Linked DNA regions of Rattus norvegicus: region 1 is linked to region 2. The links are chromatin contacts, called in public Hi-C maps. All regions are on one chromosome and are shown on one strand. Each heading gives the region's core, a stretch centred on a gene start, on an enhancer-like site or on the middle of the called end of the contact. The rest is flanking DNA. Distances are from core to core; before and after follow the strand shown. Region 1 holds the start of Slc12a2 (solute carrier family 12 member 2). Region 2 overlaps LOC134483032 (a long non-coding RNA gene).

Region 1 (5,181 bases), core at 1,850-4,349, 230 kb before region 2:
AGAGGCTGGGGTCCACCTATAGGAACAGCACCTATCTACCATGTGCTGTGAAAAGGTAAGGAAAAGCTGAAGGTTTCATGATGCTGCTCACTGCTCAAACAGAACTCTGAATTGAGCATTTGATAAACTGTTTCCATCTAGTGATATAATGAAAAGAATCTAAAATTGAAATCTTAAGAGTTTAGACTTATACTCTGAGGAGCCAATGTTAAGAAAATCAAAATAAGAATCACATTTAGCAATAATATTCCATGCACTCAGGATGGCCAGGGCCCATTATTTACACTGCATATTTTCTTTAATCTTCACCATAAATAATCCTGGAAAATTGGGGAAGCTGAGTTTGAGGACTCAGGTGACTTTTTCAACTAAGAAATAACTAATAATGTGCCTATTTTTCAGATGTGCAAAACTGAACAAAACCACAACCCAAATCACAAACCAAGATTTGAAGTGCACTGTTACTGACAAAACGTAAAATAGCGAAAACTTACTTTCAAGGGTTTGAGATGACACCTTTCTATTTAAATCCTACAACTTATAGGCATACTGCTAACTTTGGCTTTACTGAAATAAATCTGAGTGAAATGCACTGTACAGAAATTCCCAATACTAAAGATGCTCCCGAATCATTTATCAACTCTATTACTATGTGAAAAACTACATACGAATAAAATAAATGATTCAGGAAGTATTTGGCTCCTGATACGACAAAGGACAACAATAGAATGGTAGCATTATCTAAGGCTAAACGATGTCAATTTTTACACTCCCTAAGCTTGTGAGAGCTAGGACTTGTGCACTTACTTCAAACCATGACTGTTACTTTGTCAAACACAGGGACAAATGCAGTCTCATGAGACATGACCCTATGAAATCATAACATCAGCCAAAACCAATCACAGAAACTTCTTCACAGTGATCATCTCAACCTGTGGTACCGACTCTGAAGTCACAGAATTCCATTATGGACTCGCTGAGGCAGATGTCAAGTAATTCAGCTCATAAAAGTTAAATATTAATCAGATCTCAAAAGCATCAATGTTATCTTCAAATAATTATCTGAACCCGGAGGAAATAAAAGCCTTATGAGGCCATAAAAAAACAGAATTAGTAAAGTCAATAAGAGTACATGAGAACGGTTCTCTATTTACAAAGTAGAAGGGCTTTTACAGGGACCCCAGATTATGTCTCTGGACATCCCTGAGGGGTAAAATAAAATCCCTGTGTTTCATTTTTTCTCTAGACTCAAAGATTCACCACTGTCAGTTTTTGTTATGTTTTGTTTTTTTAAATTCGGCCCTCTTTCAAAGATTTATTTTATGTGTATGAATGTTTTGCCTGCATTCCTCCTGGATGTATATACCATATGCATGCATGCTTCGTGCCTGTCAAACTGCAAGCGGAGTTACAGATGGTGGTCGTGAGCCTCCTTGTGAGGGCTGGGAACAGAACCCTCCTGGTCCCCTACGCAACAAGTGCTCTTCTGAAACATCTTTCTACAACCCCCACCCTCCATACATGCCTCTTTGCAAAAAGTTTACAAACAAACAAAAACAACAAGATTTGGGATTTCCCACCCCAGGGCTGGGAAGCAGAAGCTGATGGATCTCTGTGAGTTCCCAGCCTGGTCTACACAGCAAGTTCTAGGACAGCCTGGGCTACATAGGAAGACCCTGTCTTCAAAGAAAGATTTCTATAGCCCTCTGCATATTTAGGATTGCAAAAACTGAGCTTTAATAATTAATAGACTACAAACACATGCTATTAGAGCTTTCCTTCAAACACCAACCTTTCCACTCAGGACCTCTAATGGATATACAGAAGCCATACACTACAATCTAAAAAGGACCCAGATGGTAGGCAGTAGGTTCTCTCCACCCTGTCTCAACAGAGCCTTTTCTAAACTTCTTCCACACTCTCTTCGCTGGTCCCTAACATGTGTAACCCAGCGAGGTGGCACTGGGTGCAAAAGACAGTGTATACAAGATATATAACTGATTGGGAGAGGCCGCTAAGTGCTGCCTCCGCTGTATCACATAACCGGCCAAACCCGCTGCAAACTTTTGAAGGATTAAGTTACATTCCGCTGCAATTCCACACTTGACAGCTGAATCCAGAGATGCCAGCGAGTCGTTCCTTGGGTCTTGCGCTGCCACCTCACCAAGGGAGAGTCAGCGGCTGCATCCTGAGGCCAGCACGCGCCAGGGCATGGGGAGGGAGGAAGGTCTGGGCGAGCTCACCTTTTCCAGCTCATCGTGGAGCTCTGCCAGGCTGGGCCGGAGCAGCTTCTCGCCCAGCTGCGCGGCCGTGTGCCGGTAGTGGTCGATCCTGGGCACCGCGTCCATGGTGTTGTGGCCGAAGGTGCGCAGGTAGTAGGTGTTGGTGTGGGTGTCATAGTAGTACTGCTGGTGGTGTCCACTGCCACCACCCGAGTGCAGGCTGCTGCCCTCGCTCAGCACCGTGTCCCCGCCGTTCTGGAAGCTCACGTTGGGCCCGTCGCCACCGACCCCCGCCGCATCCGACAGGCTGTCGTCCGCCGACGAGGAGGCAGCCGGGTCCACGAAGTTCACGCGGAAGCGGCCCTTGGCTTCCTCGCTGCCCTTGGCCACGCCGCTCTCAGTGCCGGCTTTCCCAGCCGCGGGGGTCTCCTTGCCCGCTGCCCCGGCAGCCGCCGCAGCCGCCGCTGCAGCTGCAGCAGCCGCGGCCCGCCCGGCGTTCTCGGAAACCGGGTCCACCTGGAAGCGGCTCTGGCTGGGGGTGGGCCCCAGAGGTTTGCCCAGCCCATCGCCAGCGGCCGGGGTTCCCTCTCCGCGCACCCCGCCGCCGGCCTGGCTCCCAGCGGTAGCATCCTCTCGACCGGAGAGTACGGCCGTGCCGGGCAGGTCCACCCCGGCGGCAGTCAGCGGCGCGTCCCCATCCCGGGCGGGCCGCGGGGCGCCAGACGAGGGCGCCGCGGGCCCGGGCTCCATCGCCGCCCGACGCTCGGGGACCTGCGGAGCGGGCGGGTGGACGCTGCGTACAGCGCGGCTCGGGTCCCTGGCCGGCGCTCCCACTAAGGAGCCGGGGGAGAGAGAGTCGCAGCGCCGCTGCCTCACACCCGCGGCACGCTCGCCGCCAGCCGCCAAGTGCCCGCGAGCGCGGCCGGCCCCGCGGTTTAAAGGCGCGGCGGGGCCGCGGCGCTCGGTGCAGCACGCGGGAGGCGGGGCCGCTCAGCCCGCCCCTCAGCCCGCCCCGAGCCCTGCGCTGGCCAGCCTCGCGCGCCGACCCTGGAGAGCGCCGGCCTCCGCACCGCAGCGAGCAGGCGCGGCCGCACGCGTCTCCGCGCAGACCTGCGCGCCGCCGCCCCTTCCGCCGCCGCGGTCCGCTCCGCGTCCTCCCTCCGTCCTCCCGCCCGCCGGCAGCCCCGGCTCCCGCACCGGCTGTCGCGGATGCTCTCCCGGCTGCACGGACCCTGTGGACTCCTCTCGCTTCTTTTTTTTTTTCCTTTCCCCCTTTTTTTTTAAGTTCTAAACTCGCAGTACTTGGGGCGAGCCGGCGAGATCTCGCGAGATGCTGCGGGGCCTGTGGGCGGTTTCCCTTAGGGCGCGTGGTACCCAGGCCCGCGGCGCTCTGGCTGCGGGTGATGCTGGGGGCTTTCCTGTTGGGCCCGCGCGCGCTTCCGGAGGCGCTGGCCACGCTCGCTCCCGGCGAGCCCGGCGCGCACCCTGACCGGGCGCCCAGCTCTACCGCTCCGTGCCCGCGTTTTAGATTTCCATAACCAAAGAGTAATTCCAGCCGCGATGCCGGTGGGTGTGTCAACACTTGGGTGACACCTTTATTTCAAAAGCTGGTAAAAAAAAAAAAAAACGGTGAGGAGGGAACCTCATTTCGACGTTTGATGACATTTTTAACTTCAGTGTTAGGAAACGCAGTTCTTAGAATACAGGGACCGCAGCAGCCAGTGTTAACAATTGCTAGTTTTCCTTTTTGCTGTGGTCCTGAAGAACTCCCTCAGATTTTAACACAAAAAGCCACTCCTGCTCTGCGGGCTTGTTTTCGCTGGAAATAGAGGAACACCTGTTTTCCAACTTAGTATCAGTATCCCCCTTTATCAGCCTCACCAAACCTAAGTGAAAGTGAGTGACCCCAAGTAGTTTCCTCTGATCATTGCCTGTTATGCCTGCGTTCACTCTATGTTTAAAGAATAGTTGGAATAAACACCACTTGTTGTTGACTACTTTAAGCAAGATCAAAGAGCCTGGAATTGCAGAAATAAAAGGTGTTGGGGGGAGGCGGGGCAGCCAGTTCACCGGAGATCTTAATCACCCTTGATAATTTATCAGCTATATTTTCTGTATTTTAAAGATGGAGATGGAAAAGAACAGATATTGGGTCATTCAGCCAAGGCTTCTAATACACCCCTCCCTGACTCTTCCCCACCTTGAACTTTCCCAATATTAACAGAAAATCAGGAGAAGCCAGGGGAAAAAAGGATGTGTGCTTTTAAAGCTGTGTGCTTTTCTACTAGGGAACTGCTGTGTTAGTCACAGATCTCTGTATTGTGTGCCTTTCAGCATACAGCTCATCTGTGGCTGTGAGAATTCAACATTAATTTACCTAGCAAATGTCGGAACACCTGCTATGAGCTCCCCTGTGTCCTGAGAATGGATAAACTAAAGAGATCTGTCAGAAGCAGATGCTAAGGGTGGGGGTGGGGTTGTGTGAGACTGGAATGGTAGATCTTCCTTAGGATGGCATCACTGAGGTGACCAACCGTTGAGCGAGAGAGTACATTATGCAAATATGTTGAAACAATCTATTGTAAGTAGAGAAAGCAGAAGCACCATCATGGGAGCAGGCCTGGTGTGGAAGTGCATGCAAGGCATTTGGACTGGTTCTTCTCAAGACATGAAAAGAGTCGAGGGCCAGAAAGTCAGAGTTTGAGGATGTGGGAGATGTGTCAAGTCTCTTGCTGGGGCTTTTACTTTGTGTGGAATGATAGTTCAGGCTTCCTCGGTAAACTAGTATAGACCAGATGACTTAGGCAACAGAAAATAACAGTTCCGCATCTCTGAATCCAGGGCACTGGAAGGCTTAGGCGCAGGTGAGGACTCTGCTTACAGACAGCTTCCTTACCAGTGTGGCCTTCCACAGGGGCGCCACCACTCTGCTGCTTCTTTGACTCCTCATAAAGGCACG
Region 2 (5,195 bases), core at 2,159-4,658:
GAAGCAATTTCATTTTTCTCAGCCCCACCTTTACAGGTGCTAGGATCATTAGCAAACAGCTCCAAGTGACGTGGGTGGAAAGGAACAGAAACCAGAGAGGAGAGAATGAATTCTCTTATCTGCCTTGTGAGAAACATGCTAGGTTCCTCTAACACGATCCCAAAATAACGAAGCACTTTGCTATGCAATTACTTTAGAGTTGGGCAGATTTTATTTTACCTTTTCCTCCCTCCGGACTTTGGTACTCCATTTATACATGAGGAAAGGGCATCTTTCTAGAAGTCGATCAGCAGCTATTGGCTGCTGTGATCCATCTTGACTCTTAAGGCAAAGGAGCACATTCAAGGGCTGGAAACCAAGGCCTAAGAATCAAGATGCTTCAATGACTTTCAAGGTTTCTTCCTATTACTCAGACAGCCTAATTAAATGAATATTCCCAGTCAGCAGCTCTTTTTACACACTCCACTTCGGCCCCAAAGCGGTAAACAACAGAGGGTACCTGTGCAATGAGTACAAGTGCTGGCCTTAACTCTTCTGTGAGCAAGAAATTCAAGAAGAAAACAGAAAAGTAGTCTCAGGCTGGGGACAGTGACTGCACAGCACAAACACCTGCAGACACTGTACAGGGAAGTCACAGAGATGAGCCAAGTGGGGACTGTCTCTCTGTGAGTGTTGTTTCCCCATGCAACGCGATGTTTCGAAACAATCACTATCTTACAACAGAAATTCTCAGGCTCGAAATGAAACCTGTACGCTCTTGTGAGAAAAGTTGTTTTTATGTTAAAAGTGTGTAGGGGTAACTGGTTTAAAAATTGTTGAGAGGTGTATGAGTTATGAGTCTAACTATTATTTCGAATTTTGATTCTGTATAGGAGGAATTTCTGAGATCCCAATCAATTCTTGGAAGTGACTCATCATGCCACATAATTTTATCATAAAAGCTGCAAGTCATCCACTTAATAGCTGCAATTAAATGAGTAATTTGTTAGTTCTTTAATTTTCAGTTGCTTTAATCTAATGGATCTGGAACAAAAATAGTTTCACAGGGGTCAAGGAGCTAAAAACTTCTTACCAGGTTGACTGCAAGTGTTCTTTGAAAGTAGAGTTGCCTAAACCTAGAGGTGATTGTGGGCAGTGTGATGCACATCTGGAGTCCTAGGGGTGATTGTGGGCAGTGTGATGCACATCTGGAGTCCTAGGGGTGATTGTGGGCAGTGTGATGCACATCTGGAGTCCTAGGGGTGATTGTGGGCAGTGTGATGCACATCTGGAGTCCTAGGGGTGATTGTGGGCAGTGTGATGCACATCTAGAGTCCTAGGGGTGATTGTGGGCAGTGTGATGCACATCTGGAGTCCTAGGGGTGATTGTGGGCAGTGTGATGCACATCTGGAGTCCTAGGGGTGATTGTGGGCAGTGTGATGCACATCTGGAGTCCTAGGGGTGATTGTGGGCAGTGTGATGCACATCTGGAGTCCTAGGGGTGATTGTGTGCAGTGTGATGCACATCTGGAGTCCTAGGGGTGATTGTGGGCAGTGTGGTACACATCTGGAGTCCTAGGGGTGATTGTGGGCAGTGTGATGCACATCTGGAGTCCTAGGGGTGATTGTGGGCAGTGTGATGCACATCTGGAGTCCTAGGGGTGATTGTGGGCAGTGTGGTACACATCTGGAGCCCCATTTTCTCAGGAGACTCAAAAAGGAGAATGAAATGAGCCCAGGATTCATGGCCAGCATGAGTCCAAGAGGTCTGACTTCTTAAAAGTAAAGACTGTGGAAAACAAGGAATAGGGGTGAGGGAAGAAGTCACTCTAGCTTGCCATTCATTAGATCTACTTCCTTATTATTTCTTCTCTGATGACACAGCTCAGCACTGGGACAAAACGGTCTCAACATTCAGCGATAAATGCATGCAATACTATTTAGGGAAACTCTCTGGTTTGTATCTAAAACCACATTTCTGGGTGTTGGGATTTATGCATAGTTGCTTAACACAAGTTACTTTCAGCATCTGTCCTGTGTGTGAATTGGCTTGTACAGTAGGTCCTGATAAAAATATGCTCTACACCTGTGGCTGGAGTATGAGGCGTGGAAGGGAGGGAAGACGTGGGGGTGATGTAAACTTTGGCTTTGGAGGTATTAGCAAGTTTCAGATTGCATATGTTAACAAGTCTAAACAAATGCTCCTGCTAGAAAACAACTCATCAGATGGAAGCTATTCCTTGGCTTTGTGGGTCTCGAGGGTCTGCCTGGCCTGTTAATTCATTCACCACGAGGCGCCTCCTCTTAATTCCATTACAAATCTAACAGGGTGATGATGGTACGCGAGTCTGAACTCCTTGGTAAAGATCTGTCATTAACTACAGGAACCAAGACTTGTAGGTCTCGATGCCTGTTCTCATCCACACACCCTCAGCTTAGATGTGCCAGGATAACAGTAGGGAGGGGACTGTGTGGACTTGGCTGAGTACCACTTGCCACATCTCTAACTTGTTATGTCACAATTTCCCAGAGTCTGAGATAGTAAGATGTAGGATAACCACGCCAGTTGTTTGTCAATAACAGGCTGAAGATTTCACAACAGGCTCATGATAAACTCCCTGTTTTCTTCTTGACCCAGAAAACTGATATGTGTCCGTCAAGTTTGGTTAACCCGGCACAAATTACCGTCACCGAGGAAGAGGAAACCTCAAATGAGGAACTTGCTCCCAGCAGATTGGCCTATGAACACTGATTGGTGATTGATGTGGGAGGGCCCTGTCCACCGTGGGCTGGGCCACTCTTTCGCAGGTGATCCTGGGATGTCGGAATGCAGGCTGAGAGGGCATGAGGAGCAAACCAGTACATAGTGTTCCTTCATGGCCTCTGCTTCAGTTTCTGCCCCAGCTTCTGCCTTGACTTCCTTGGATGATGATGGACTGTAAGCTGTGAACTGAAATGCATCCTTTCTTCCCCAAGTTGATTTTTTTTTTTTTTTTTGGTCATGGTGTTTTATCATAGTAACAGAAAGCAAACTGCAATACTACGGGAACCATGTTCGCTGAGTTCTGGTTTAGACCTGAATTTCCAAATACTCTTTTGAAATAGTGAAAGCAACACTACCCTGACAGAATGGTGCCCAGAAATAGATCCTTCGGTAGCAAAGACTGAATCTGACACTCTTGGATGGGAGTCAGGCTGACACAGAATCAACCAGTCAAGCATTTCTGAAGCCAAAATTCAGGATATGCACATGAAATACTTTTTATTGCATCAAAAAATGAAGAGACGAACAAGATACCCCTTTATTTTGTTCAAATGTGACGTTAACTTCTGTCTGCTCTTACTCGGTTCCGCAGTGTTGTACGTAAGCTGACAATTAGTCTCCTCAGTCACTGGTGTACTTCACTTTCCAATGGAGAGCACAGGTGCCCATGATATTAATACTTGGAAGTATATAGTGCTGTAATGTCAAGTATAGAGGTGTCACGGGGCTACTAACTTCCAGGTCTATTTCATCTTGCAAAGCCTAGAACTTCCATTTCCCATTTTCTTCTCCCCAGGGAGCTGCAATTTCTCTTTCTGTTTCTGTGATTTTGACTATTTTGGGTACCGCAAGTAAATAAGATCATGACTTAGCACGTTATCTTCAAGGCTTATTCATACTGAAACACAGATTAGAATTCTCGTCATGTTTCAAGAAGAGTCAAATTCTATGGCCTGAATAGGTTATGTGCTTTCTTTTCTTTAATATTTTGTGTGTGTGTGTGTGTGTGTGTGTGTGTGTGTGTGTGTGTGTGTGTGTGTGCATACTGGGAGGTGTGCATTCCATATGCATGGAGGTGAGAGAACAATTGTATGTAAAATAATAATCTTACTTTTATGTGGTCCCGGGGATCAAATTCAGATTGCCAGGCTTGTACCAGAGCCTTGCACTATAAGTCATTTGGCCCTAGGTGACATTTTATTTAGCCATTGATTCTTCTAAGCACATAGATTGATTCCACTGTTTGCATTGAGTAGGGGACCTCTCTCCCTCCTCTCTCTCCATAGAAATATTTTTGAGATTATATAACCACATTTCTCTCTTCCCCTTCCTCTCTCCACTTACCCGATTTCTTTCAAATTTGTGATCTATTTTTCATTGTCATTGATACCTATATGCACATGTATGTGTATGTTTATTTGTATTTGTACATGAATATATATGTGTAAGTGCATGTATCATATATTATATGTACATATGTACATACGTGTGTATGTGTGTGTATATTCCTAAATGTAACCTGCTCAGTTTACATATGTTACTTGTATGTTTTCAGGGTTGATCATTTGATTTAGGGCTGCTGTTGTATGTGCTTTTCCCTGGGGAAGACTATTTATCCCACTCTCAGCATTCCTTAGTTGCTTATAGTTCTTTATAGAGGGTTGAAGCCTTTTGGTCTTTTCCTCGCAGAGAATATTTCTTGAAATAGTGATCATAGTAGCATAGTAATTATAATAATTTTATAGATGAACTGAAACATGATCTTTTGTTATAAAGTTCATTTGAATTTTTCACAAATACTTTATTTTTTACTTTATTATCAATTAAAAATGTTTTTAAAATGGAAAGGACTTAGAAGTCATCTTAGATCTCATTGCATGACTCTGGTAATTCTTATTGGCATACATGTGAACTTGTGCAGATCATTCTGCCTCAGTCTCCTGAGAACTAGAATTACAGGCATGTACAGTCACACCCGACCACTAGTTGTGTGTATTTGGGGTATGACATGCTAATTTCTTGACTTATGTATGTAATGTACATGGATCAAATGAAGCTAATTAGTATTTTCATTACTTTATTTATTATTTATGTTTTGAACTCCAAAAATTCTATTTTCTTGTTGAATAATAAATTATTAAAAACTATATTCTCCCTACTGTGCTGTAGCCCACTGGAGCCTACGTCTCTCATGTAACTGTATTTTTAAGATTCTTGTTACTCAGTCTTCCTCTTTACCCTCTCTGGTCTCTGAGCCCATGTCTTTAGCTTTCACATATGAACAAGAATATGAATTATTGGTCTTGCCATAGCTGGTTTATTTCACTCCACTTTGTAGCAAATGGCATGATTTTATTTTTTATTGTGGGATAATATTTAATTGGGTATATTTCTAACATTTTAATATTATCAATCCATATGTTGACAAATACTTTGGACGATGTCATGGTT

The links. Hi-C and Micro-C count contacts between places; a contact is called where the count stands out from the background.
Region 1: a Hi-C map of psoas muscle shows a contact between it and region 2, with 1.7 times the contacts expected there. The contact joins the promoter of Slc12a2 here to the enhancer-like site in region 2. A contact is called at or near these places in 6 of 12 Hi-C or Micro-C datasets (the A7r5 cell line, the Rat2 cell line, Schwann cells and 3 more) and 1 of 1 datasets of contacts at active chromatin or transcription factors (oligodendrocytes).

Annotation. Positions count from the first base shown.
Region 1 is chr18:53,544,251-53,549,431 of GRCr8, reverse strand. It overlaps Slc12a2 (solute carrier family 12 member 2), which reads right to left and starts at 3,099. Exons shown (of 27, transcript NM_031798.2): 1 at 2,244-3,099. The coding sequence starts at 2,972.
Region 2 is chr18:53,319,419-53,324,613 of GRCr8, reverse strand. LOC134483032 (a long non-coding RNA gene) reads left to right here. Exons shown (of 2, transcript XR_010059847.1): 2 at 2,619-5,195. Among named protein-coding and RNA genes, the nearest start is that of Ctxn3, 190 kb to the right of the region's middle. Within about 2 kb of position 3,408, at least 6 of the 93 cell types and tissues checked have an H3K27ac peak or open chromatin away from gene starts, as enhancers often do.